4 separate regions of the Zea mays genome follow, and all the other regions are linked to region 1. Evidence: chromatin contacts called from public Hi-C data. All regions are on one chromosome and are shown on one strand. The core of a region is the stretch at or near the end of the contact, and the rest is flanking DNA. Distances in the headings are between cores, read along the strand shown.

Region 1 (7,430 bases), core at 2,111-4,610:
ATGCTCTTGGTTCAGATAGCTTTTTCACATTGTAGATAAGGTAGGTTGAACAATGGGCTATCTCAAGCATTTTGGCTAGCACAGTCCCAAATGACTTACAATTTGGAATGGAGGGAGTACAAGCTACCCTTTTAGATCAATGAATAAGATTGTTTAAGCTAAAAAATATGCACATAGCAATTAGTTATTGTAGGTTGAAGAAACATATAGTCTGTTTTTTGGATAATAAAACAAATAGTTTATTTAAAAATCAAACATGAAAATAGATCTCTCAAACACCAATTTATCGTTGAACTTCAAAACGTTTCGTGAACATTCTCATTAATGTAAGTCTGCAATCTTCAACAGATGGCTTGCAACCTATATATGGTCCCTCATTCTAAATTATGATTTTAGTTATAGGTCATGTTTTTTGTCAACCTGTACGAGTCCACTCAATTTTGAACTTCTCCCATGCAGAAATGGTCATTTGTTAAATCTGAGCAGAAAAGATCGGAAATCCAAGGGCTTATGGAATTGGTATCGCAAAGATCTTCATGTGATTTGGATCCTTATAAGGAAAGATAATTTATATACATGAGAGAGCCGCCTATTGATTCTTTTGATGTCTCTACATGTGGTAATAGTTTCATCTGAGATTGTCTCTACCTACTATATATGCAGCTTGTTTACTAAAAAAGTTTTATTTCTCAAATTGCTAATGACTTGATTCTTTACTGCTAGGCCTTGATTTGCTGGATGACATCTTGTTGGGTTATAAAGTTGAATGGCCAATGAATATTGGCATTACAGTAGACGCATTGAAAATACATGCTAAAATATTATGAATGTTCTTTACCGCAGTTGCTGCAGAGGAAGCCGGCAGCGCGGCTATGGTCGCTGAGAAGAAGGTCGTCGCGTCTGTGTAGCTTGTCGCCGTTGCTGTGCACAAGGCGGGCTGCGCCGTGGATGCTGTCTGTTTGTATTACTTTTGGTTGGTTGCATTAAGTGTTGTACTGTGTGTTTGGTAATGCAGTTACTTTTGTATTCAGTGAACTGTTTGGTAATGTGGTTCCTTTTGTATTTAGTGAATTGTGTGGTACTGCGTACACACTGTAGTTCCTTTTGTATTAAGTGTAGTAGTGATGAGGTAATGCATTGCACATGTACTACTGAGCTAAATCTATGTACTTGTGCCTGTTGTGGCTAAAAAGCATATGTTTAAGAAAAAACTGCTTTCTGTGAATGAGGTACTAGCAATCTGTGTACATCGTGGCTCTAAATGGCTAAGTCCGTGTACTTGTGTTTATATGAAATCTGAAATAACAGCTGAGGCTATTTTCTCAGTACTACTGAGGCTATTTATAGTTTCTCGGAAACTATTCTTCAGTATCTTGGGAACTTTTGTTCAGTTTCAACTGAACTATTTTTAAGTTTCTCAGGAACTAGAGACTATTTTCTCATCAACTATTGTATAGTTTCTCAGGACCTATTCTTTAGTTTCTTAGGAACTATTGTTCAATCTCTCATGAACTATTTTTCTGTTTCTCAGGAACTATTGTTGAGTTTGTCTTGAACTATTGTATAGTTTCTTAGAAATAAATATTGTTCAGTTTCATAGAAATCTGAAATAACTGCAGATTCAAGTGACTATTTTCATAGAAATATGAAATAACTATAGATTTAAGTGACTATTTTTACCGAAATCTGAAATAACTGTAGTTCATAGAGTACAAGGGAAATAGAGGAGTATTTTCATTAGAAAGCAGTGCTTGAGATCATGAATGAATTCTAGACTATTTTCACTAGAGAACAGTAGTTCATTTCACAAATTACAGTTTCAAACAAGTTCACATACCGGTACACACTGCACTTCACATATTACAATTTAAGTGGCCAGATTACACTTTCTTCTTCTTCGGGGTGATTTTTAACTAAACATCTAAGAATGTGTGGAGACGATGTTGCTCCTGCTGAAATAGTACTACCAGCTTCTGTCGTAGCAATCTGTGATGAGACACCCCCAGCCCTCCAGTCACCACTTCTTCAGTCCTTGTATTAGGAACCACTTCATCAGTATGTTACTGTCATATAGCCCGAAGCTCTTTAGGAACCACTTCATCAGTACGTTGCCCGTGAACTATCTCGTGTACATGCAACCTATAGAGCATAATGGAATTAAATAGTTGTGACCTAACCACATAAGAATCTAACTAGGTATATGCTCGTGTGTTGCTATGATAAAATACATTAATATACAAAAAATATTGTGTTTTATAATATTAACTCCGTAGCAACGCACGGGCATATACCTATAACATACATATGTATATAAGTTATCGTGTTATTATACGGTTCCGTTACGTTGCAACGCACGGGCACTCACCTAGTTTAAGAGTGAAGGTAATACTAGTTTTCATTAATTCTGCTAGAGTTAGATATAACATATGAAGCTGAATCATAAGTAAGGAATTAAATTAGTCACATACTCACATACATAAATTGATATGTGTGTGCGCGCTTTTCTTTGTTTTGTCTTTTAAAATGCTTGAAGCTAAAATGTGATGAGCAAATCAGAACATCCTATTTTGTAATCAGAACATTCTATTTTATATTCTGTCAAATGCAACATTGGATCACGCAACATTGTGTGGCCCAAAATATTTCTCCTCATAACTTCGAAACAAGCCCTTCCGACATAAAAAAAACAAAAGTTTAGCACAACCCACAACATAGATCTGGAAATACTACGTACAAAACAACAAAAGAAAAAGAAATTTGCTATTTTGTCTCTCTTAATTTTGACAGTCTATTATTATATCATTATATATATAATTGATAGGATCATTTATATCTATAATTTGTGGGTTCGATAACATATTGACAAACCCAGGCTGCAAAAGAAGTGGAAGATAACACGCTTCACCTTAGGCTAGCCGCAGTGACGGACTCGATGCCCTACCCTACCCGGCGTAGAGTTACTCGGCGTGCTGCAGCCATCTGCTGTATGGTGTACTCTATTTTGGCGCATGGGTGGACGAACGTCACAGCTAGGGTCATACGAAAGCAACTGTATACACTGTGTGTCTGTGTCCGTGAGCAACTGCATCCAATCATACGAAAGCAACTGCATACACATGCAGCATCGTGTGTATGGAAAAAATTAAAAAATTGATATAATATTTTGTAGTTAATATAGGGTTGAGATATGGAGTATATATGACTGCGGAGGATTATGGTATAGAGTAGAGAACCTTGCTGACAAGGACAAAATATTTTTTTTAAAGTAGAAATTTAGAGTTGTATGAGTGCGGATAGCCTTAGCTCCGCCTGTTTGCCTTCCTTAATATCTCACCTTGGTTTGTACTGCTGCGTGGTTCAGTGGTTGTGCCATCGTCTGGCGCCATCTCCTCCCAAAATTACACGCAAACCAAAGTAAAAAAACCATGTGTATTTACCAGCTACAAAAAAAACTGAAATCCGAAGAAACACACATATAAAATATCTCGGAGATAATTTTACTCCCCAGCCCGACCTAAAACCCTCACCTTATCTTCTCATCGCCTCCCTCCTCCCAGCTTCCTCGAATCTCACTGCTGCCGCCACTGTTTTCTTGCTTCGTTGCGTGCTGGCGGAGCAAGAGGCGGCCATGGCCACCACCAGCGACGCCGCCCCAGTCGCGCCTGTGGAGGAAGAGAGCACCTCCCCGGCAGCCGCAGAGGAGGAGCCGCCCAAGAAAGTCGAGGCGTCCATGGCCACCACCGACGTCGCTCCAGTCGCGCCCGCCCCCGTGGAGGACGAGAACCTGGCCTCGGCGGCGGCCGAGGAGAGTCCGAGCAAGAAAGTCGAGGCGGCGGCGGCCCAGGAGGAGGTGGAGGAAGTGGTGGAGGCGCCAAAGAAGGTCGTGGCGGGTGGGGGAGAGGAGGAGGAGGTGAGATTGGAGGGGATAGATGAGGGCTTTGGGGGTCCGGAGGCCGAGAACGGCCAGGCGAAGGGTGTCGGAGGAGGATATGATAGCGGGGATGTAAAAGAGGCGGATGCGGAGGATAAAGGTGGGAATTTGGGTCCGACAGAGGCCGAGGCCGAGACCGATGACGGCGGCGAGGAACCGGCGTCGGGGGACGGGGAAACACCCGCTTCTTTGGCAGCGCCCATGCCAGTGGTGGAATCCAAGTCGGAGAACGCCGAATTGGGGGATGGAGATCCTTCTCTGGTTTTCCTTGATGCGCTGGAAGGTGATGAGATGGGCGAATTACGGGAGGAGCAGGACGAGGACACAGGTGCTTCAGTGGAGGTAAAGGTTGTGGATAAGGTGGCAGATGATGCCGAGCCACCGGTGACTGAGGAGGAGAAACTGGAGCCAGAAGTTGAGAAGGGCGAGGAGGTAGGTCCTCGGAGTGGAGATGGTGGTGAGTTGAGCAATGAGAAGGAGGTTGAGGTCTTTTCTCTTAGAGAGGAGGCGGTGGAACCACAGGATATGGTAGCCCATGTTTCTGAAGCTAATGGTGAATTGGGTGATGAGAAGGAAGCAAGTGATGATGTGGTGGTTCTTGGAGTTGAAGAAGCCCCAGAAGAACCATCTAACAAGGATACTGATGGTGATGAAGTCCTGGTTCTCGGAGGTAAAGAAGCACCAGAAGAATCAACTAAGAAGGATGATGATGTTGAAGACGAAGCCACCAAGCCTGAGCCAATGAGTGAGGCAAGTCCAGTGGTAAGTCAGCATCCTCAATCTGATTTAGTTGCTAGTAGTCTTGATGTCGGTGGGGACGTAAACAATGCAAATGTTACACTGACCCAGGTTCTGAATGACGGAAGCATAGAGGAGCTTGCTCCTGCAAGTGCTGACAGTGTGCTTGAGGATAGCCTTGAGAAGGAGCAGAATGCTGAAAACCTGGCCACTGCCAGTGAAGCGGTGGAAGATGTTGGTGCCGAGGTTGAGAATGTTGCTGCTCCTAGTGTCGATGGTATCTTGTCTCGGGAGTTGGCTCCAGAATCAATCAATGAAAATAATGGCGCTGATGAGATTGAAGGTGCCACTGAGGTTGTTGATCGTGAAGAGGAGGTTGCTTATAATGACATAATTGAGGCTGTGCCAGATGACGAGGATGGGATTGATAATGAGGCTGATGATGATAATGACGGGGCAAACTCTAACACGAGTCCTGCACGGGTTGCAATCTTAGAGAGCTCTGAAGCCGCGAAGCAGATCATGAAGGAGCTTACAGAAGGCTCCTCTAGTGGTAATGTCTCAAGAGACTTCACCAATAGCATGGATGGGCAGATTATGCTTGATGATTCTGAGGATGATGATGATGGGGATGAGAAGGAATTTGATTCTGCTGCCTTGGCGGCCCTTCTGAAAGCGGCAACTGGTGGATCCTCAGATGGGAATGTCACAGTTGCTTCACAAGATGGTTCTAGAATATTCACCATGGATCGACCTGCTGGTCTTGGTTCATCAGCCCCTTCTCTCAGGCCGACTGCACCTCGCCAACCTGCCAGGTCAAACCTATTCAGCCCCTCAGAGCTAGCAGTTACTGCTGACCCTACAGAAGAGATGACAGAGGAAGAGAAGAAGCTACACGACAAGGTTGAGTTGATTAGAGTAAAGTTTCTGCGTCTGGTTTACAGGCTGGGAGCTACTCCTGAAGAAACGGTTGCAGCACAAGTGCTGTATCGTCTGAGCCTTGCTGAGGGTATCCGACATGGTAGGCAGACAAATCGAGCATTCAGCCTTGATAATGCACGGAGAAAGGCCTTACTTCTTGAAGCAGAGGGAAAGGAGGATCTGAACTTCTCATGCAACATACTTGTTCTAGGAAAGACTGGAGTTGGCAAAAGTGCAACTATCAATTCTGTATTTGGTGAAGAGAAGTCCAAAACTGATGCTTTTAGCTCAGCAACCACTAATGTGCGGGAAATCATTGGGGATGTTGATGGTGTCAAGATTAGAATCATTGATACACCTGGCCTTCGTCCCAACGTTATGGACCAAGGATCAAACAGAAAGATTCTTGCTGCTGTCAAGAAATATACCAAGAAATGTCCGCCAGATATTGTTCTATATGTGGATCGTCTGGATAGTCTGAGCCGTGATCTCAATGATTTGCCTCTTCTGAAGACAATTACCTCTGTTCTTGGCTCATCCATATGGTTCAATGCCATTGTTGCCCTCACACATGCTGCGTCTGCTCCTCCTGAAGGCCTCAATGGTGCTCCCATGACATATGAGGTCTTGATGGCTCAGAGATCCCACATCATCCAGCAGTCCATCAGGCAGGCTGCTGGAGATATGCGCTTGATGAACCCAGTAGCCCTTGTTGAGAACCATCCTTCGTGCAGGAAAAACCGTGAGGGCCAGAAAGTGCTTCCGAATGGCCAAAGCTGGAGGCATCAGATGCTGCTTTTGTGCTACTCCTCAAAGATATTATCAGAAGCCAACTCACTTCTGAAGCTTCAGGATCCTAATCCTGGAAAGCTTTTTGGCTTCCGTTTCCGCTCACCACCTCTTCCTTTCTTGTTGTCCTCACTCTTGCAGTCTAGAGCCCACCCGAAACTTTCTGCTGAGCAGGGTGGCAATGAGGGCGATTCTGATATTGAATTGGATGACTACTCTGATGTAGAACAAGATGATGAAGAAGAAGAATATGATCAGCTTCCACCCTTCAAGCCCTTGACCAAAGCTCAGCTTGCAAGGCTCACAAAGGAGCAGAAGAATGCTTATTTTGATGAGTATGACTACAGGGTTAAGCTTCTCCAGAAGAAACAATGGAAGGATGAGATCCGCAGGTTAAAGGAGATGAAGAAGAGGGGGAAAACTGATCTGGATGATTATGGGTATGCTAATATCACTGGTGAGGACGATCAGGATCCTCCTCCAGAGAATGTGTCAGTTCCCTTACCTGACATGGTACTGCCTCCTTCATTTGATTGTGACAATCCCACATACCGGTACCGCTTTCTAGAGCCAACTTCGACTGTCCTAGCAAGACCTGTTTTAGATGCGCATGGATGGGATCATGACTGTGGTTATGATGGAGTGAGCGTTGAAGAGACACTAGCTATCCTTAGCAGGTTCCCAGCAAATGTAGCAGTTCAGGTCACCAAGGACAAGAAGGAATTTAGCATCCATTTGGACTCTTCCATCGCAGCAAAGCATGGAGAGAACACATCATCTCTTGCTGGTTTTGATATCCAGACTGTTGGGCGGCAGCTTGCATATATTCTCCGTGGGGAGACAAAAATCAAGAATATCAAGAAGAACAAAACCACAGGAGGGTTCTCAGTAACTTTCCTGGGCGACATTGTGGCAACTGGACTGAAGATTGAGGACCAGCTCTCCCTTGGGAAGAGGTTGTCACTAGTTGCTAGCACTGGCGCGATGCGAGCCCAAGGGGACACTGCATATGGAGCTAACCTGGAGGCACGCTTGAAGGACAAAGACTATC
Region 2 (7,113 bases), core at 221-2,720, 930 kb after region 1:
GCAACGAGTGTCCTCTTCCTATTATCCATCATGGAGTAGTCTGAGTTAATTACTCAGTGTATTGAGTACAATCTTGATATCAATACAATGAAAAACAAAAAAGCAATAAGATAAGTGATACCGGCAGATATTTTGGTGGAGTTTGTCTTGAAGATCAATGAAGCTGTTGTATCTTGCTTCATCAAAAGTTACCCCTCTTAGGACAGCACAAACTATGTACGGTCTAATTTTTGAAGTCTGAAAAAACACCAAATCAAGGATTACACTGGAAGAAAATAAGAACATGAATATACCATTCTGGAGGATAAGATCAACATCAAAATTAGAAATACAACACTAATCCGTTAATATATAGCTTCTAGAATTAGTAATAACAGGCAAATATCAAAATCACAAATATGTTAATATCCTAACACTTAGCATCCGCTTCAAGCTATAATCGTTTTCACAACAATAATAAAACATTACAAAGAGGATGCACCAAAAAAATACATATTTTAATAGCATGAAAAATGCCAGTAGGGTATTGCTTCCGTTTTTCCTTCCAAAACTGACAGTTTCACACATCATTTTCCCATTATCCTGGAGACATAACATTCCATTTCCATATCCAAAAGTCGACTGATTCAAGTGCATAGCCATAACATACACTAAACAGTGCTGCTGTACAATTTTCTCTACTGCCTAGAGATGGAAAACTGAAGAAATCTAGTAGTTTCTTCTAGGATGTTATTTAAAATGCACTGCAAGTCCCAACAACATGACATTACCTCTGGTTTAACATGCATCTGAAGCATTGAACCCCGAGGGATTGATGAAACTTGGAATACAGGGCTTGCTTCAGTCCCAGTGAAAACACGAAGAGCTCTTGCTAGTCCTTCAAGACATAGCAAATCATATCTGCATGCATTGTTCCAAGTTTTTACCGGATTTCCAAAATCCTGCATACCTAGTACTCTAGTAACATCGATTCCTTGACGAAAACAAAATCTGCTGACCTGTTGGCGGCAACCTCTATCTTGTAGATGACCTCGTCATCTTCGTCCACCTCACTGTCGTCCTCGAGGTGCTTCTCCTTCCTGATAATAGCCTTCTCCGTCGTCTGCAGACGCAGACCCAAAACCCTCAAAATTCAGACAACGCCACTGCCAGCACAGCGGACGGGAGGGGCAATGGCGGAGAGATATGCTCACCACATCGTCCAGCTCGATGCCGAACTCGAAGCAGAGCGCCTCGAACTCCTCCTGTGCTGCAGCCAGTAGGATTGGTTACGAGCTGTTGCGGAGGGAAGAGCTGGGCTTTTGGGGAGGGACTGCGCAAAGGAAGTCAAACTTACTGTAGGTTCGACCAATGGCAGCCAAGAGACGATCCCGGCCGACGCTCACCGTCGGCATCCCGGCTGGGGCGGAGGAGACGGTCTGGGAGGCGGCGGCAGGAGGAAAAACCTAGCGGTGAGTCCGGAGCGACGGCAGCGGAGGCGTTGATGCTGAAGCTGGTGCCTTTGATGGGCCGAACAGCTAAAGGCCCAGACTTCACTTTGGGCCCGTTTGGTAGCTCGGGGCTCGTTGGCGGGGCGCCATACAGGGTGGAGGACTGGAGGAGGATGGCGTGCAGGCCTGCAGGGCTCGGGCGGCGCTGGCTGCTGTTGTTCTGCTTAGGGCGAGAAAAAAAAACTCGAGCTCGACGAGCTCGGGCTCGCAGCAGCTCAGCTCGGCTCGGTCCGGCTCGACGCATAGAACGAGCCCGAGCCGAGCCTGTTTTTGTGGCTCGTGAAAAGAGCGAGTCAGCTCGGCTCGGCTCGGTGCAGCTCGCGAGCTGGCTCGTGGCTCGTCCTAACAACAATTTGTTATATAAAATCTTAATTAACATATAATATTAGTAAGGAGTAGACAATTAATTTCTGTTATTTGATATTACTATAAAAAATAATCTATTTTCTATATTATATTAGTGATATATCTATTTTACTAATTTAAAATATGTTATTTAAAATATTTTTAAGATTTTATATTATAATTTATAGAGCAGATTTACGTTTATTGATAGGCCCGTTGGCTCGGCGAGCCGGCTCGCGAGCCCGGAGCGAGCCGAGCCGAGCCGCTTTCTCGAGCTCGCCAGATGGGCGAGCCGAGCCCGGCTCGTTACACGAGCAAGCTGCAGCGAGCCGAGCCGAGTCGAGCTCGGCTCGGCTCGTTTCCACCCCTAGTTCTGCTGCACTCTTCTGGCCCAACGGGGTAGATACTGTTGATAACTATAATCAGATCTGCTCACTACCCTCCTATCAGTATATTAGTCGTCAAAAGTTGTAGAAGATTCGTCTTCTTTCTCATAAGCACGATAGAAAAACACACGAGACACATAATATAAGATTGGGTCTCTGGCCTCTTTCTAATCTCTTCTCTCTTATAAAGAGGTACAGATTCATTTATATAGAGACGTCAGACCCCTCAGATGTATAATTAGTATTCGCCCATATAACCATACTATGGTTTCTTAACACTCCCCCTCGGGCAAATATCGCGACCAACACATGCCTTGTTAAAACTCTCAAAAACCTAGTAGAAAAAATATGGAGAAAAAACGCATGGTGACGTATATTGCATTTGCACTTTGTTGTCATTAAAAACCTCATGTGATAAACTTCAAGAAAACCCACCACAGAAAAAAGAGTACACCAATTATCATCAGGACAGATTTCGATCTTCTATATCTATATTCCATTGAATCTTCTATAAAGGCTAATTTTAGAAATGTGCTCTCTGACCCTTGCAAAACCGTCTTAGTATGGTAAAATACCTTCTTATGAAGTATATGCAGTTACACACATAGAGATTTAGCAAACAGATTGCATATTCTTGCAAGAACTATTTCAGGAATTTTACCTCAACTCACTTCTAGAATACACGAGGTAAGTGAACGAATCAACATAATGTAACACCTTGATTTTTTGGGTTATAAAAATCTCTTTGCTCTGTACTTCAAATTCAGGTGTTACCCTTTTCTTTATTCACTTTTCTTTTCCCTTTATCAAAACTGTAGAGAGTTATTTTGGTTCTACATTAGTGTGAGCTCTAGAAGTGTCATAATTGTTGTATTCATGATGATGCATAATGTTTCCAAGTGCAAGAAGTGTTTGAATCATGTCAATATGTCTTTTAGAAGTTTCTCGTAAATTTTCATATTTTTCAGAATATTTTTCTATTTTTCGAAATTCGAAATCAATTTATATGGGGTACTTAAAAACTTTTTCAAAAGTGCTAAATATGTGTTTGAGTTCATTGTGTGCTAAATCATGTGTAGAAATTTTCCTAGAATTTTTGGAGCCTTCGAGATATTTTTCGGATATTAAAAACCATTTCAACTTTTTCTGAAAATGAATTTTAATTTTAAAAATAGGATAATTACGAAAAATAAAATATCTTCAAACCCTAGCAATATATATATATGGCTGGAATCCTCTCGTCGAGCCCTTTACAAAATTTGAAACCTCATCCTTAGATTCGATCTGAAACTCTCGGAATTGCTCGCCGAAGTTCGGGACGGTTCTAACTTCGGTGAGCAATTACTTTCGATCTGTGCGTCGTCGATAGAATCCGAGGGTACCGTGCGTTCGTCTCGGTGCCTTCGGTTCGTCGATCTGACTAACGGTTCGTCCCAAATTAGCGAATTTATGCTCGGCTCATGCAAACTTCGTCTTCTCCAGTGAGCCTCCACCATTTGTTGTGCCTAGGGATTCTTCGTTTTCCCGTTTGTGCAGGGCCGCCCTCTCCTTTTTGTTGACACATTTTCGGGCGCCAATCACTATAATGAGAACCGGCGGCGGTGCTCTCTGCACAGGCGCGGACGGTCCGCGGCCAGGGGTCGAACGGTTCGTGACCTGGCGCAGGGCTCGGGTTCCCTGCCTGACGTGTCGGACGGTCCGCGCCCTGGGGCCGGACGGTCCGCGCTTGTGTAGGGACGGTGGAGTTCACCGGCGGCGCCTAGATCTCGCTCCGGGAGGGACCCCGTCGAGGAGGAGAGATCCTAGGTGTTGTCTAGGCTCGGCAAGCCGACCTAGACTCCTATGATCGACGTAGAGTCGAGGAGAAGCGGAGAATTTGGGGCTTGGAAGACTAAACTAGAACTAGACTAGAACTACTCCTAAATGCATAAGTAAAACGAGAAATAGACTTGATTTGATCTATTGTTGGGGGGTTCAATCGGCTGTAGCCCTTCATCTATATAAAGGGGGAGGTCTGGATCCGTTACAAGTTGTTTCCCGAGCTAATCCCGCGGTTTTAGGTAACAAATCCTGCGAGAAACTCGGAACCCTAACTGACTCTGCGCACGCGCGGATCGTCCGCGGACTATACATGTGCCATGGATTCATCGTTGTACAATTCCATATTTGAACAGGATAATATACCGACGATGAATAAATGGGTGGAAAGTACCCTGGTCTCATAGGATGAACAGGCGATGCTTGTTGTGTCGCCTTTTGGGTCGTTTTGTTTGGCCGTTTCGTTTTAGCAGGTGACCGGGGTTCCTTCGTTGACCGATCACGTGGAACAATCTTCTTGCTAGCATTTTTGGCTAGTAATTGATCGAAAGTAGGGCCGGCTTTTACCAACCGACCATGTGCGTCATGTTGGCTTTGCCCTCGCGTCTCTTTCCTTGCTTTGCGTCTCTTTCCTTGCTTTGTGTGGACGCTGACGCCTCTGGCCATGGGCGGATTGTCTGGCTGAGCCAGCCGAACCGTCTTTATGAGCACCGAACCGTCCGCACGTAGGTGTCGGACCGTCCGCGATGCTCAGGTCAGGTTGTCGTGCCCGGCTCCTTAATTGTGTCTGCCCCCCGGCGCCTCCGGACTTGTTAGTCTTATCGTCCAAAGCTTTTCGAGCAACCTCCTTCTGCGATATATTTGACGTGCGAGGATCACCAATGATGATGTCTTTGCTTTTGCCTTTATCGTCCATTTTGGGCCGAACTAAGACCTTTTCGCATGCGACATCTATTGTATTAACAGGAAATGGCTGTGTGTACATTTGCATCTCCTGAAAAGCCAATCGTCCCTCATTTTATGACCGATTGCACTTGTCGACGAAAAACATTACAATCATTGGTGACATGAGAAAAAGAATTATGCCACTTACAATAATCACGTCTCTTTAATTCATCTATAGGAGGGATAGTATGAGTTAATTTAATGTTGCCATTTTTAAGTAGCTCATCAAATATCTTATCGCATTTGGCAATATTAAAGGTAAATTTAATCTCTTCTTGCCGATTCTTTTGAACCGGCTGTAAGGAAGAACATGCTGAAGATTTGGCCTTTGTTGGCCAAATAAATTCAGTGGTATATACATCTGCGGATTTATCATCTGAACTATCACGCTCTATTAGATGTATTGTACGGGCGGCCGATTTTGGTGTCTCTTTAAATCGGCTTTCACAGGCTAAAGCCCGTTGTTGTAGCTGGGCTACCGAGAAGAATTGGGTCCCATCTAATTTGTCTCTTAAGTAGGATAGCAACCCATTAAAAGCTAGCCCTGCTAGCTCTTTGTCTGCGACATGGATCCGAAAGCATCGATTTCTAGTGTCCCGGAACCTCCGGATATAATCATTAACTGATTCTTCGCGTCCTTGTCGAACTGAAGCTAAGTCAGCTAGCCCTAATTCATATTCCCCGGCAAAGAAATGTTCATGAAATTTACTTTCTAACTCATTCTAGGAATTAATGGAATTAGGAGGTAGGGCGGCGTACCATGCAAAAGCGGTACCAGTAAGGGTTAAAGAAAATAATCGAACGCGAAACGCTTCTCCATCGGCCAATTCGCCTAGATGTGCTAGGAACTGGCCTATGTGTTCGTGTGTGCTTCTCCCATTCTCACCAGAAAACTTAGAAAATTCTGGTATCCTTGCCCCTTGTGGATATGGGACAGTGTCAAACCGGTGATTATACGGCTTTTGGTATGATTGCCCCACTCTGGATACACTAACTCTGAACTTATCTCGAAATAGTTTGGCCATCTCTTCCCTAATTTTTTCTATTGCACCCGGTGGCAGACTACCGAATCCTAGGCTGTGGGACTCATTTAGTCGGGCATTAGTATACTGACCTTCTTGCCGTGACCGATCGATAGTGTTGATCAGTCTGTGATTGTATGGTGCGTTATGATTTAAATATGTAGGGGGCGAAACATACTGCTATTGTGGTGTGTAATAATTTGGTGCATAGTGTGCAACAGCGGGTCCTACGTATGCGTACCCGGTTTGTAAGGTGGTAATCCGAACTGACTGGTTGCGTTCGCCATTATCGGGACGCCACGTTGTAGTCCTGGTGCGGCCTCGAACTGTCCGACAGGGAAAGCCGGACAGTCCGCGTAAGGGCCGGACGGTCCGGGCAGAAGCTCGGACGGTCCGACCATGTTCAGGGGCACCGATCTGCCAAGCAGGGACGGCGGTGGTTGTATTTGCCCTGAATATGAGTCCATCGGCATACCATATAAAGGCTGGGGCTGCGAATCCCCATTTGTTGCCGATGCATCAGACATAAATACCCTATTACTAGTTTCATATGATGGAAAACTAGGAGCAACATACTTTTCCAACGTACGTGTTAATTTTCTAATTGACTCTTCTAACCCTACAATCTGTTGTTTCATTTGATCCTGCCGCTGATCTACATATATTTAATAGATTGAATATCGTCGGGTTTACTTACGTTGGGGACTTGAAGCGAAGACAGAAGAGATGCGACGTCGGTCTCTCCATGTTTGATAACCTTTTGGTGGCGATCCACCGTGTATTGTGACAAGAATTTCTCCTTCGCCTGGCGCATGTAGTCCTCATATTGCTGCTGCTCATCAACCGTCAGATTTTCAACAGCCGTCTTCAGGATATTATCTGGGGAGATATCGATGTGATCTTTAGAACCGGCCATTTGAGGGCCTGATTTTTAGTAGATCTAGACACCAGAGTCCCCAGCGGAGTCGCCAAAAAGTATGTTGACACCTTTTCGGGTGCCAATCACTATAATGAGAACCGGTGGCGGTGCTCTCTGCACAGGCGCGGACGATCCGTGACCAAGGGTCGGACGGTCCACGACCTGGCGTAGGGCTCGGGTTCCCTGCC
Region 3 (7,098 bases), core at 3,740-6,239, 570 kb before region 1:
AGAATTCATTCAAGCCAAAGAACATACCGGTTTTCCTACATACAGATACATAGTAGGGTACAGGACTAGCATGAATCAGCAGTGGGAGATTGTACTTCTAGAATACAGCCAAGCACCCAGAATATGTGAAAGGACATCATAACCAGGAAATAGCATAAACTTCTCTGAAAGCAAAAGCCACTTATACCTGCAAGTATTCAAAATCATTGTCTTTAAAGGAAGCATCCATGACTGGCCCAACAGCCCTACCCTCTTCAGTCTTCTGTTCCTGGAACCAAGTAAACAATTTCAAAGTGAAGGACTCTCAACATCAAAGAACAAAGAACATTCCAGCCTTCTTTCCAGACATGCATACCTCAAAATCCAGATGAGATGGCATCATTTCATGCATATTTGTAAAAGGATTGTCAACTTGGAACCCTTCAACATTCTTCGTTGTTGTTGGATTGTCAATCTGCGATGAGACAAAACCTGGAATTGAAATGCTAGGATCGACATTGGTGCGGGAAACTATTGAAGGAACTTCCACAGTAGTATCACTCTGAAGATCCAAATTCTTCACATTAGTTGTATCATGCTCTAAGTGATCTAAGGGATAAACTCCCTCCTCGATCTTTGCCAGATCTTGGGCCTCATCCTTTTTTGGAAACTCATTTTGTGCAAGATTTCTGAAAAATGACCACCGCTGGGGTTCATAGTTAGGCATATTCAAACTATGGATAGGATCAATAAAAGGACTGGACGACTGTGCTGAAGAATTAGCATTTGCAAAGAAATCAGAAAGAATGTCAGGGGAGGTCCTCTCTGTACTACTAGCAATGTCTCTAATCTGTGTGCTCGGGATAATAGTTTCCTTGTGAGAAACATCCAAAGAGCTGGCGGAACATGGTACGACAGGATCGTGTTCACAATCAGTTGGCAGTGTTGGCTTAGGAGCATCCCAACTAATATGATGTGGCACAGCAGCATGAGAATCCAGCTGATTAGTTGTTTCTACATCTTGAAAATTTTCCTCATTGAGTTTGCCCTTAGCTACAACATGTTGAGCTGCATGGCTAATTTGGTCCACATTTCGACCGCTTGTGTCATCTGAGGGCCTCTTTTCACCAAGCAGATGTTCACTAAATGGAGAAGCTTGCTGTACAGTGTTGGTAAACCCTTTCTCAAACTGTATGAGACTATCGTCGACAGCTGGATCATTCAGATTTATAGCCTGGGCAGCTAAATTTGGTTTTTCCGTCCCAGCAAACGCAGAATCAATATTTTCTGCAATGTGTTCACTTGCAACGCCAGACTGTGATTGACGAATTAGAAGTTCAGGATTTAGCGAATCTTCAGATTTAGATAGCCGGTTCAGAAAGCCTGCTTGCTCCCTCGGAATCCACTCAGAATGAAAGACTCGCCCAGGGTGAGGAGATTGATTTTTATAGCTGTGATCTACCATGTCAGCCTGAAAGTCAGAACAGCCAGATGCAAAAGCTCCGCCAGAGTGGCGATCATCTTCGCTGATATCTGAACCCTGTGTTGTTGACCTAGCTCTTGGCATGGTACAAGTCTCTAGGCTCTTAACACTGTCACTTGGTTGAAGAGAAGATGTCACACCTTCTTGAATACAAACAGTAGGGGGGGCTCCTGAATGCATATAATTTGAAGCAGATGAGTCATGATGCTTCGAATGACCACTGAGATTTTCAAGCGACTGAAAGTAATCTAGTTCATTGCTTTCATTAGGCATGTTACCAGAAAACCCCTTTTCCTCCTTCACCGATGCTTCTGTCTGAGCATCCTGATAAGACTGTTGATCAAGAGACCGCTGTGAAGCAGTTCCTGAGAAAGGTGCATACTGGGATGTATATCTATAATCAGAAGGTGTAGATACAGGAATAGATATCTGGCCCTCAATTTCATGAAATCTTTCACTGGTAGCTGGGTTAGAATAATCAGAACCCTGCAAATTATGCATCCTCTGAACCTCAATGTCATGAAATCTTTCACTGGTAGCTGGGTTGGAATAATCAGAACCCTGCAAATTATGCATCACATGGGTATAGTAAGAGCGCAAATTTGAAGTATTATCATTGTATAGAGCTGATGGCATTGGTCTTGGGTGCATCTCTGGACGCATGAAAGTAGACGCATTCACTGCATGCAAATTTGAACTATCTCTGCTTGAGTTTGTCAGCCTACTATCAAAATTGAGATTAATGAACTGATCAGATTCATTCAGGGATGTATTTACTAAACCCTGGCCACTAGATGAATTTGCAGTTATTCCATCCATCCCGTTGATGGCAGCAACATATTGGATTCCAGAATCACTATCCATACTACCCAGGCTGAAACTCATATCATCAAATTCAATAGAGGAAACAAGGAATATCCTAAGCTTCTGGGACCCATCCCCATTATCAAGTAAACCACATTCTTCCATCATATTTCTCAAATCTTCATCATTTGAAACCGAGATCAATGCATCAAGATCCTCACCAGGTAACTGGTACTTGATAACATGAGGTTGATTACAGACGGCTGTTGTCTTCTGTTTAAGCTCCTGCCAGGAAATATCCCTACTAATCCGAATTATATGGGTCTCACCACCAACATACCTGAGCTTTCCATCACTCGGTCGGGGTAATATTTTTCCACCGAAGCTACAGAGAATTTTAATCATTCTGGAACTTTCGGAAGCCTCGGAAGAAGCATAGCCACGGAACAGTCCCTGACTACTTCCACCACCAGATGGAACTCGTGGAACTGACGTACTTGACATGTGCCTTCTTCTGTTTTCGTTTTCAGAAAAAGGTTTTCTTTCAACCTCATCTGGTTGATGGTTACCTGAGGTCAGAAATATCGATGCATCGAATCTAGTTTCACCTCCTGTGCGAGGAGCAACAAGGCTTACTCTAGAATCTTTGTGACCAGCACTAGAAGTGACATTCTGATTATGAGGCATACCAGGAACAAGATGTTTCTTGGGTATAGCTCTCATGAATTCAAGAGAGAACTCCTCCCCAGTTTGAATTGAATAATTAAGGACAGGCTTAACGGTGCCTGCAACAGGGTATTCTGGAACGGGGTAACTGGTACATGCTGAGCTTGAGGACCCACGAATGGAACTTTGAGTAGCAGAGCGAACATCATCTTTTCTAGGTTCCATCATGCTGTCTTATCTAAAGTATAAAAATGATGTCGGATATACGATTCATCATCATGCTACCCATTCAGCTGATAGTAATCCATTTCCTCTACAATTGTTGTGTGACAAGGAACCAATTGGAGAGCACAGAACACCGAGTAAAAGGTAAATCAACCTGCAGCAAAGGACACGAGGATAATGCTTAGCAAGGACCATGAGAAAAAAAAGTGCCAATTAGGTCGTAATTTAAGAAACAAGCATTGTGCTGTCTGCGACAGAAGATTGAGCAACGCTACAGAACCTTGGCAGATAGTGAACTACATTAAAATTAATGATGATAACAGCAAGAAGCAATACCAACACAGCAAAGTTACAACTCTTCAAGCTCCCCAAGTCAATGAGTAAAGCATGGACAAATGTCTTCAGGTGAAAATATTACCAACCACTAGCAGCTTACTACTCAGGTTGCTTGAGGGTTTATGACAAAACTATTTTATTGAACAGTGCTACAGAGAAATTGCAATACATGTCATGAGGTACTTGTGTTATTAAGCGGTGTTATCAAACCGTCTAATTAATCGCGACTAGTCAGCTCCCTAGACTCAACTAGGAGCTACGACTCGACCTGGAAGACTATAATTATAGTCGTAGTCGTTGACTAATCACTGTTAGTCGGATGACTAAGGTGTGGATGAATATGGACAGCTGGGGTCACGGGCTGCACACCCAGCTAGACACTGCCATGCCTCCTCTACGGTTCAAATCCTCTGACTCCCCACTCTCCATCCATCAGCATCTCACTCAGCCACTCCACTCTCCATCCAGCAGGCACGCCGCCGCCGACAGGATCCCGTCGTGCAGGCAGGTGAAGCAGCACCACTGGCCACCGCCGCAACCTTCTTCCTGCCGTCACTTCCACCAACCCTACTGGTGCTTGTCAGAACGACTGGGGCAGGGGGCTCGTGCAAGCGGGACACTGAACGGCAGAAGCTCTCACTGCCGGCCACCTCTTCTATTCCCATCCCAGCTGGCGCCATCTCGTCTGACGAAGATGATGTCCTTCTCCAACGATTAGTGCACGTCATCGTCCATCTTCAGTTCCTGTTCCCAAATCTCGGACTTGACGCTCTGTTCCTAATACTCTAGTCGTCCAGTAGCAACTTGTCCCTGGTCCACTCTTACTCTCTTAGTTTATACCATCTCAGTAAACTCACTAGTCACCACCTCTTGGCGGACCCAGCAAAAGGTCTCCGGTAAATTTTTCTTTCCAAAAAAAAAAGCTCGAAGTTGGGAGGCGTCGATCAAATAGTTAAATAGCTTTAGGTTAGGGTTTGGGTGCTGGGCTTCCCGATCCCACAGCATGAAGGGAAGAGAAGGGATGGGAATACCTGGCAGGGTCGTTGCCAGCCAAGATACCGACGAACACCTCAGCACCTGGCGCAGCGCGGCGCCTGCGCCGGCGGCCCACCAGTCGTCGGAGAGCGTGAGGGTGCGAGAGAGACCCAGGGACGCACGCTAGGTCAACCGTGAACGGCAGGGGGACGCGGGGGACATGGGAAAGCAGAGGGAAGGGGTTCCAGATTGGGAGAGAAGAGAGTGAAGGGAAAGGAGAAGGGAGAAAATGAGGATTGTGCTGTGCTGACTGACTGCCACCTCCTCGCTCGCCCTCTATCTCTCATCAATCGCCGTCATCGTCGGGCGGGGCGGGATAGGTGGGGCCACCTGTACAGTCGAGTCAAAGCAAGAGCAGCAAGCCAAACCGGGCAATCGCGAAGGGTCATCGAGTCATCGTGCACTACAGGGATAATGATTTTCTCCTATTTCATTTGTATCAAAGCGACAAAGATGCCTTCTCTGCTCCGACCGGTGAGCGTCCACTTGTATAATCTAGTATTTGTATTGATCTCTTGATGCGTCAGAAACAGATAATTTTGTTCTACTCTAACAACCAAAATACATGGATAACAATTAACAAGAGTATGAAAGTCCCTGTTTAGAAGGCTCATCCTAATAACCTTTCAAGAAAATAAAGAAGACTTATTTTAGCCATTATTTAAGGGGAAAACTAGTTAACAACTAGTTAAATATTCTTGTTATTGTTCGTCTAGTTATCTCTACAACCGGTACAACTCCAACCGAGGTGTCCTCTTTTGAAATATAGGACTTTAAACTAGAAAATAGCATCCAAGAGAGATTTTATTTTATAAATTTGAAGCAAATTGATACATGACTCTAGCTCTGAGGTCATAAATATACAACTCCGCATAGATGGACCTATACTCTTTGTCAACCACCACATCGCATGAAACTTCATCTCTCCCGCCTCCGCTCCCAAGCTCGCAGCCGACCTCAACCACTGCACCTCGCTCTTGAGCTCGCAGCCACCGGTATGCCTCTGCTCCTGATTCCAACCCACTGGTGCGCCCTATTGCCCACCCGTCGGCGCCCCCTGCTCCCCATCCTCTACGGAACCGCATATTTCTAAATAGAAGTTGCGCCATGTTTCGCCCGTGTCGGCAATATTCACGTTGTCCTCGTTCTTGCATATGCAGACCCTATGTCTAGCATCGAGTGTTGATGACCAGTATGTTTCAGTCCCCATGGCCATGTACTTTAGTGTACATCTGTCTCTGCCTGACGGTTTGAAACTGATGGCCAATTCAATAGAGCACGGTTGATAGGATATTGGCACCCATGACCCATTCATCTTTGATGGAGTAGAGACCATTGGCCCTGATCCATGTCATGATTATCAAATGAAGTAGAGAGCATTGGCCCTGAATCCTTATCCATGTATTCTATTGGTAATCGGAGGATTTCGAAACCTGGAACCAAGGAATGGGTGTTGGGTACTTGATTTCAATCCCCTAAAGGTGTTGAAAATCAAGGCAACACAAGTTAGGAGTGCAGACCTTCGTCCTTAGCTTAACACAAGTTAGAGTTTCTGCTGACCACGTCCGAAGATCGAAATGTCGAAGATTCGGAGTGGTCTAAAAAATTCTCATCTAAAAGATGGAAGAGGCAGAAAAGAAATAAGCATCGAAGAATCTATAAAGAACAGGGAGAATGTTTGTACTTTATTACCTTTGTCTTTACCTTTGCGTGGTATGTACATACTAACTTCCGAAAATCTCTATAGGCACGACAAGCAGCTGAAAGATTTGTAGAAATTAGCAAGAAGCTTCAAAGCAAAAAAAATCCGAAGGTATTTGTCAGCGTTTCGAGACCGGGGGGTCCCTGGGCCGACGAGTGAAATGTCGCCGCGTGCCCCAGCCCAAATGGGTCGGCGCGAGGCCGAGCGCGAAGGGGGGAAGTGAGGTGGCCGAAGACGGGCGTGAGAGAGGTGGAAATCCCGCGGCCTTCATGTTCGTCCCACGCCCAGGTCGGGTGCGCTTGCAGTAGGGGGTTACAAGCATCCACGCGGGAGAGGGAGCGAGCGGCCTCACGCGAGCGCCTGTCTCCTCCTCGTCCTCGCGCGGCCAACCTTCTGTAAGAGGGCCCTGGTCCTTCCTTTTATAGGCGTAAGGAGAGGATCCAGGTGTACAATGGGGGGTGTAGCAGAGTGCTACGTGTCTAGCGGAGGAGAGCTAGCGCCCTAAGTACATGCCGTCGTGGCAGCCGGAGAGGTTTTGGCACCCGGTTCGTGTGATGTCGTGGCCGTCGGAGGAGCGCCGGAGCCTGGCGGAAGGACAGTTGTCGGGGCTGTTGAGTCCTTGCTGACGTCCTCTTGCTTCCGTAAGGGGGCGGAGAGCTGCCGTCGTCAGGGAGCATGCGGGGCGCCATCATTGCCTATCTGGCGGAGCGAGCCAGATGGGACACCGGTCTTGTTCCCCGTAGCCCGAGTCAGCTTGGGGTAGGGTAATGATGGTGCCTCCTGTCGACGTGGTCGGTCCGCGCCCTAGGTTGGGCGATGTGGAGGCTCCTCCGAGGTCGAGGTTGAGTCTGTCTTCCGTGGCCGTGGT
Region 4 (6,528 bases), core at 1,817-4,316, 580 kb before region 1:
AAATTATTGCTTTCCGCCAAGGCGAAGGTATAAATGTGACTAAATATTATATTTTAATACTTGTATATTCATATAATAAAACATGTGAATATATTTTATACTTTATATTTCATTTTTCATTATTGTCTTACAAATATGATCACGAAGGTGAAACCTTCGTGATACTTTACTTATGACCTTCGTCTGAAGCTCATTAAATCCTTGGGGAGATAATGCTTCAGCGGACGAAGGGTGTTTATACTTAACATATTTGTGTTGCCTTGTTCTTAATTCGAAGCATTTGAAAACAAGTCCCCAACAGACATCGTGATGTAATGAAGTACTTATTTTCTCTATTATTTTGAGCAATGTATGATGATGTCCAACTATGTAATCGCTGTGTACGTGAATTTCTGATCCTGGCATGTACATGGTTCGCATTCGGTTTGCCTTCTAAAACCGGGTGTGACATAAGTGGTATCAAACCCTAAACCCTAGATAGTAGATAAGCTTCAGTTCCTTTTAGAGGTAAATATTTGGAACTCTAGTTTATGTATATTTTCCCCCATCAGCTTTCACTTATCCACAAACTTGTTGTCCACAAACAACCGACACAGCAATACTCACAATTATCTTGTTCAGTATTACAACTTGATTATGATTCCAGGGACCCTATCTTCTTCAGTCCACCCGAAAGCTTATCATGCAAGCCCTTCCCTTTTTTGTCTCATCGTCTCATTTGACCAAAAAGATTACTTAACCAAAGTTACACATTAATGCATGATCTACAACTCTACTATAAAGATCAGGGGTCACAACTTCACAGATTTAGCTCAAAAGAGCCCTGAAGTTGAATTCTTTTAACACTGAACCCAGTTCCTAGATATAGCACAGACCGCCCATGATTGAAGGCACTTTCCTCCCATTTTCGCACAGTATCAAGCCAAGCCTACTTAAAGAAATTTGTTCCCCTACATACGATCTTTAATCCCTTTACAGCATTCTGGGACCAAAAATGTTTGAATCTCAAGTTACGATACTCCAAACTTGGTCACAATTCTCTGAAACTCGGTTTCAGCCTCTGGTTCACATTCAGTTCCAAGCACAGGCCGACAGTGAAAGTTTGGGAGCATTTAATTTAAGTTTTTGTACAGTACCAAACCCACTTCCCCTTATGAGATTTGTTTATCTCTCCATGGTTTACCAAGTCATTATAGACACCCTGGTCCAACACTTTATGGATTGGCCACAAAAGAGCTCTAAAGTCAAGTAAAATACATTAATATTCAGTTTCAGTAATTTGTGTCTGAAAATCCTAATTTAGACAGCTCCACTTGGAACCACTTTTCTCCTAGATCCATATGGTTTTTGGGGTATCCCACCTAACAAAGTTTGTTATCCTATAGTGACACTACATATTTGTTATAATGACTATAATCTATAACCCTATGAGTAGAGGAGTAGAGACCTCTAAAACTGCCCCAAAACACACAGTTCAGACTTTGGTTTCTCACTAAGTCTGAAAATCCAGAATTAAAGCATTCCACTTTTGAGCAGAGTTTACAAACAGTTCCATATAGTTTTAGGGCTGAGTAACTTCATCAAATTTGTGCACCTAGTGTAGCTCTACAGATTTGCTACAGTGACCATCTTCAAACTGTCCATGGATTGAAAGTTATAAAGACTTAATTATAGCTAGCTAGTAATATTTTCAGGATTCAAAATCATAGGTCCAAACTAAATTGTGAGTTTTTCTCCCCTTTTTACTACAAAACATGGAAATCTCCACACATGAGACTTGTTTGGTTTAGAAAACTCTATAACCTTGGTATTTTCACTTTTGGCCAAATTTTACCAGATCACAAAATCCACTTTTTGTGGTTAAAACTGAAGTTTCTCAAACTAGGTTTTCTGCTCCCCACTAATCACATCATCAAATTTAAATTGTTTCTGATTCTAGTGAATGCATTCTAGGTGCGTCACAACACAACCATGGAAATGCATAGGATGTCATGCTAAATTTTAGTTCTAGTAACACCAGGGGTGTTACAAATAGGTTCTTGGTGCACCGAACTAATTCGGTGTACACTAGACTTGTCAGGACCCAAAGGTCGGCTTCAGGTTCCAATGGCTAGATAACATGGTGGCACACATGGCAGGGTCTAATGGTGCACCAGACTGGTCTGTTGTGCCTTACAAGCTAATATAAGGATCGGAACGGTTACTAAAACTACAGGCATGGTAGAGGTCTGGTGTGCAACGGACCTGCATAGTTCGAGGTCCAGTGCACCCAGTTTCTATGCATATTTTGGGATTTGATCCCAATGGTTATTTGTGTGTCTGGGGACTATAAATACACCTCCAACTAGACTATTGAAACACAAGAGCTATGCAATAACTCAAATACACTAGGGCAAAACTCCTAAGTGATCAAAGCCTCTCAAATACCACAAAAGAGATAATCAAGTAATAGAGCTAGTTCCTTTATGTGAATTATGATAGTGCCTTGAGAGAGTGCTAGAGAAAATAGTGTGTGTTGTGTTCTTGTGATCTTTAAGCTTTGAGTTTTGACTCCCGTCGATTGTAAAGCAATCAATATAATTGAATGGGTCGTGCTTCGGGCCAGCTCATTAACCACAACCTATTTAGCCATCTATAGTTTAGTATCTCCTCCATCACCGTCACTGATCTGTGGGAAAGATGAGAGAACAAATTTCATCTCATCTCACTCCCACACCATATACCTCATCGTCTGTGTCTCCGTCTGTGTCTCCGTCTCTCTTCTCACCACATCATCGCCCCATGTCTTTAGGGTAAAATTCTAGGTGCACCGTGAGGCGCGAATTATAAATTTAGAGAATGTATTATTATACTCGCTCGCCATATGCTCGATAGCTCCAGCGGTGGATGAAATGTGTTCTCTGAAATGTACAAAAGGCCGCTGCAATTTCGATAAACCAAAGATGCATGCGGCAGCAACCAAATGGAAATGGAAGAGGCATGCCCAAGTTTAGGTATGGCACGCAACAGCGGCAACCAAACAGAGCCCGGTGTCCTTGCATCTAGTCTAGAAGTGTTGCCTGTTGCAACCACATTTTTTCTTCCATGCCTAATGTACAGTGTACAATACTACCTGCTCATAAGATCTGCATCTTAGAACTCAGCAATGATGTCGCCCATCTACTTTTATGAAAATGAAATATCATCATTTGGCACGGGCACAACGTACCAACTTTCTATGAAGGTATAACATGCACCACATGGACTCTGGCACTTAACTGAACGGGTGCAGATCTTATGGGCAAGATAAGATCCACCATTTATGGTCACCTCGATGTCCATGAAGGGCCGTTCAACATTGGTTTTCAACAGAATCCACAGGAACAGAAATAGAAAGGTGTAGTATAGAGCTCCTTGTTCACAGTTTTGAATATATTACAACATTCATTTCTGTTTTATGAGGGAGCACAAGCACACCTGCGACCATTCAACAAATTCCAACTAATACTTCTACACATCACCAACCTTCAAACCGGGTCCAGAATATTCACGGATACAATCCAGCTCATAACATGGTTATAAATAAATTGATGCACTAATTTTTACAGCACTCTATAACATGCATGTATATGTATTACTCTCCAGTCAAAAGGAAAAAAAGGAGAAGAGAACCCCCAACGGATTGGGGGTTGAAAGGCAGTACTCCACCTGTATCTTATTTGGTTGCCTTCGCCTGATTTGCTGCAACTGACATGGAGCGAAGCCGTCCAGCGATCTCTGTGAACGCTGGGCGCTGTGCCGGATCTGGAGCCCAGCACTGCTCCATGAGCCTTCTCCACTCCGGATCACATGAAGCTGGCACATGTGGCCTCAGTGTGTTGTTTACGATGCCCCCTGCAAAAGGGGTTCTAAAAGTAAATTCACAGGATGTGCTAACTGATCAAAGGGGGAAAAACTAGGGCATACCAAAAAAAAAAACGCTCCCTGCAAAGGAAGTGTAATGAAGATGCTAGCTTTTGTTTTCCTTTGAAAAGTAAAGTCACGCATGTGCTAACTGTTCAAACAGGAAAAGAAAACTAGGATCTTGGAAAAAATGAATAGATTAACAGCGAGACAAAATCTTCGTAAGACAGAGATGACGTTGGAAAATAAATCAGAATACCAGGGCAACTAAAGGTAAAAGAGTGAAAGTGGTGATATTGGCAACAACTAATATGCAACCAGGTCTTATATGCAAGCGTGAAAGTGAGGTTCCTGGTTCGTAAGATTATGATCTAACCATGTATCACATTTAACACTTAAACCCTTCCACCACCAAGTCATGTAGATTTATAGAAAACCCTCTAACAAACCACGATCATGTCTACAGTTAGATCATGATCTAACGGACCAAGAGGCTCGCTTGCACTTTTGCACATAAGGTCTGATTGCATATTAGTTGTTGCCGGTGATATTAGGAGGTGCACGATAATCCGTTTGTACAAAGTCCCATCTTCAACAATTCAACTAAAGGCAACGTAGACATTATGACGGCAAAAATGACGTAGATTCTAATGGTTGAATATCCTTAACAGTGTTCATTCTCCTTATATCGATAACAATAATTTAGAAGCTTCTAACAACTTCAGTAGCCACCCTCCAAAAATGTGAATTACCAAAACAGGGCTAGTGCCATGACAATAACTTTGGTAATAATGTCTAAACACAGCATAGGATTCGAGCTGCCTAAACTACCAGGCCATGCACAAACCCAATTCCAAATTAACAATAGGGATGTTCTTTTTATTGGCTGAAGTAATAACTTCTGTTGACCTTTTCACCCTTTATTTTGTTATTAAAAAAATTCGACAGGTAAGACAGCCTTCGGGCAATATATTAAAAATACCTTCTCATCCAGGTCAAGAAAACCCTCGAACCCTTGCCCCACCCATACACAGCGGCACCGTAGCCTATGTGAGAACACGACCGCGGCCGGGACCGGGCCTTAGACCTGTGCTTTGGCATGGGACGGCAGAGGATATTTTTTAACCACAGCCTGAAATTCGCTCCCACAGGGAGTCGAACCTAGGACCTGAGGAGTGCTATTCAATCTAGCCAACTCAGCTAGAGGCCCTTTCGCTTTATTTGGTTATATAATCATCAACCCTAGAAAGTGAACTTCAACACAAAACAAAGGCATGGCTGAGTATTGAGAGATCTTTTTTTCTGAAACTGAATACATAGGAAACCACCAGTAACATTGTAAGTCTAAACAAACAATTCATGGACTAATTATAGGTGATGAATTGTATACCTATAATTGCGCCATAGTGCATATTGGCATATGGTTCTTCGCCAGTGAGGATTTCCCACATAACAATACCAAAAGAAAATACATCAACCTGTATCAGCGGAAACAAACTCAGCACCTTAAATGTAACTTCTTTATACACAACTGAAGCAGATATGGATATTGTTGGAATATAGTAAGATAAAGGATAACCATATGATAGCAAACTTTATGATCAAGTTTGCAACAGGACGAGGGTGTTTGGTTTGAGGCATAATGTACGCGAGGAATGAGGCGTTCCTCCAACCAAACAAAAATGTGAGTGGAACAAAATAGATCACCTCACCTCATTTCACAAACCAAACACCCCCTAAAACCACAACTGAGAAGACTCAAGAGCTATGATTATACCTTCTCTGACACCTTATTGCTGCTTCCATTGAGTAATTCTGGAGCCATCCATGGGAGTGTCCCTCTCACACCCCCTGAAACCAGGGTATTTCTTTTTATTTTGGACAAACCAAAGTCACCAACCTGTATAAAAATCATATATTTACCACATGAGTATAAAGTAATTGAAAAACACACACAATACAGTTATACAATAACAATATAGATGTAAGCGGTGCCCACTTTGCATATGGGACGTGATTGATCTTTAAGATTTACAAGCAAGTTATCACACTTCAAATCAAAGTGCACGATATTTTTCGAGTGCAAATATTCCAGGCCAAATGCAGCATCCATTGCTATGATAAGCCGCTTACGACGATCGAGATATCTGTCCAGTAAGAAAGTATTTTGTTACTCATAGTAAATAATACTCCATCACAAATTATAAGTCATTCCAACTTTCTTTGAGAATCAAAACATCTCAAGTTTGATCAAATTTATATAATAAAATAATAGCATTTATGATACTAATTAAGTACCGTTAGATTCTTCATTAACTATATTTTCATAGTATACCTATTGGATATCATAAATATTTGTAATTCTCTCTATAATTTTAGTCAAACTTGAGATGTTTTGACTCTCCAAGAAAGTTGGAATGAGTTATAATTTAGAGCAGAGGGAGTAAGTGAAACTGTGAAACCAAAGTAAATCACAGGAAGCAATTACTTGTCCTTGCGCTGCAAAACATGTCGAAGAGAACCATTAACCATGAACTCAGTCACAGTTGCCAATGTACCACCTGGCCCATCTTTCACAACACCATAAAATGCCACAACATTTGGATGATGAAGCTTTGAAAGAATTTCAGCTTCTCGCCAGAATTC

The links. A called contact is a pair of places that touch in the nucleus more often than the background predicts.
Region 2: a Hi-C map of leaf shows a contact between it and region 1, with 5 times the contacts expected there. The contact joins the promoter of LOC100280512 here to the promoter of LOC103643094 in region 1. A contact is called at or near these places in 7 of 25 Hi-C or Micro-C datasets (bundle sheath, ear, leaf and 2 more).
Region 3: a contact with region 1 is called in a Hi-C map of tassel, with 4 times the contacts expected there. The contact joins the promoter of LOC542192 here to the promoter of LOC103643094 in region 1. A contact is called at or near these places in 2 of 25 Hi-C or Micro-C datasets (leaf and tassel).
Region 4: a Hi-C map of endosperm shows a contact between it and region 1, with 2.2 times the contacts expected there. The contact joins the enhancer-like site here to the promoter of LOC103643094 in region 1. A contact is called at or near these places in 2 of 25 Hi-C or Micro-C datasets (endosperm and leaf).

Annotation. Positions count from the first base shown.
Region 1 is chr6:57,934,507-57,941,936 of Zm-B73-REFERENCE-NAM-5.0, reverse strand. LOC103643094 (translocase of chloroplast 159, chloroplastic) reads left to right here and starts at 3,360. Exons shown (of 2, transcript XM_008666263.3): 1 at 3,360-4,693; 2 at 4,781-7,430. The coding sequence starts at 3,629.
Region 2 is chr6:57,006,385-57,013,497 of Zm-B73-REFERENCE-NAM-5.0, reverse strand. It overlaps LOC100280512, which reads right to left and starts at 1,470. Exons shown (of 19, transcript NM_001153432.1): 1 at 1,337-1,470; 2 at 1,194-1,249; 3 at 999-1,102; 4 at 771-900; 5 at 122-237; 6 at 1-18. The coding sequence starts at 1,394.
Region 3 is chr6:58,501,867-58,508,964 of Zm-B73-REFERENCE-NAM-5.0, reverse strand. LOC542192 (salt-inducible protein kinase) reads right to left here and starts at 4,989. Exons shown (of 9, transcript NM_001358414.1): 1 at 4,525-4,989; 2 at 356-3,311; 3 at 188-268. The coding sequence starts at 3,160.
Region 4 is chr6:58,518,574-58,525,101 of Zm-B73-REFERENCE-NAM-5.0, reverse strand. LOC542192 (salt-inducible protein kinase) reads right to left here. Exons shown (of 9, transcript NM_001358414.1): 5 at 6,371-6,528; 6 at 5,882-6,029; 7 at 5,660-5,782; 8 at 5,273-5,360; 9 at 3,368-3,873. The coding sequence ends at 3,695. Among protein-coding and RNA genes, the nearest start is that of LOC542192, 18 kb to the right of the region's middle. Within about 2 kb of position 3,066, at least 3 of the 20 cell types and tissues checked have an H3K27ac peak or open chromatin away from gene starts, as enhancers often do. A contact at or near this core is called in endosperm, where this site is marked.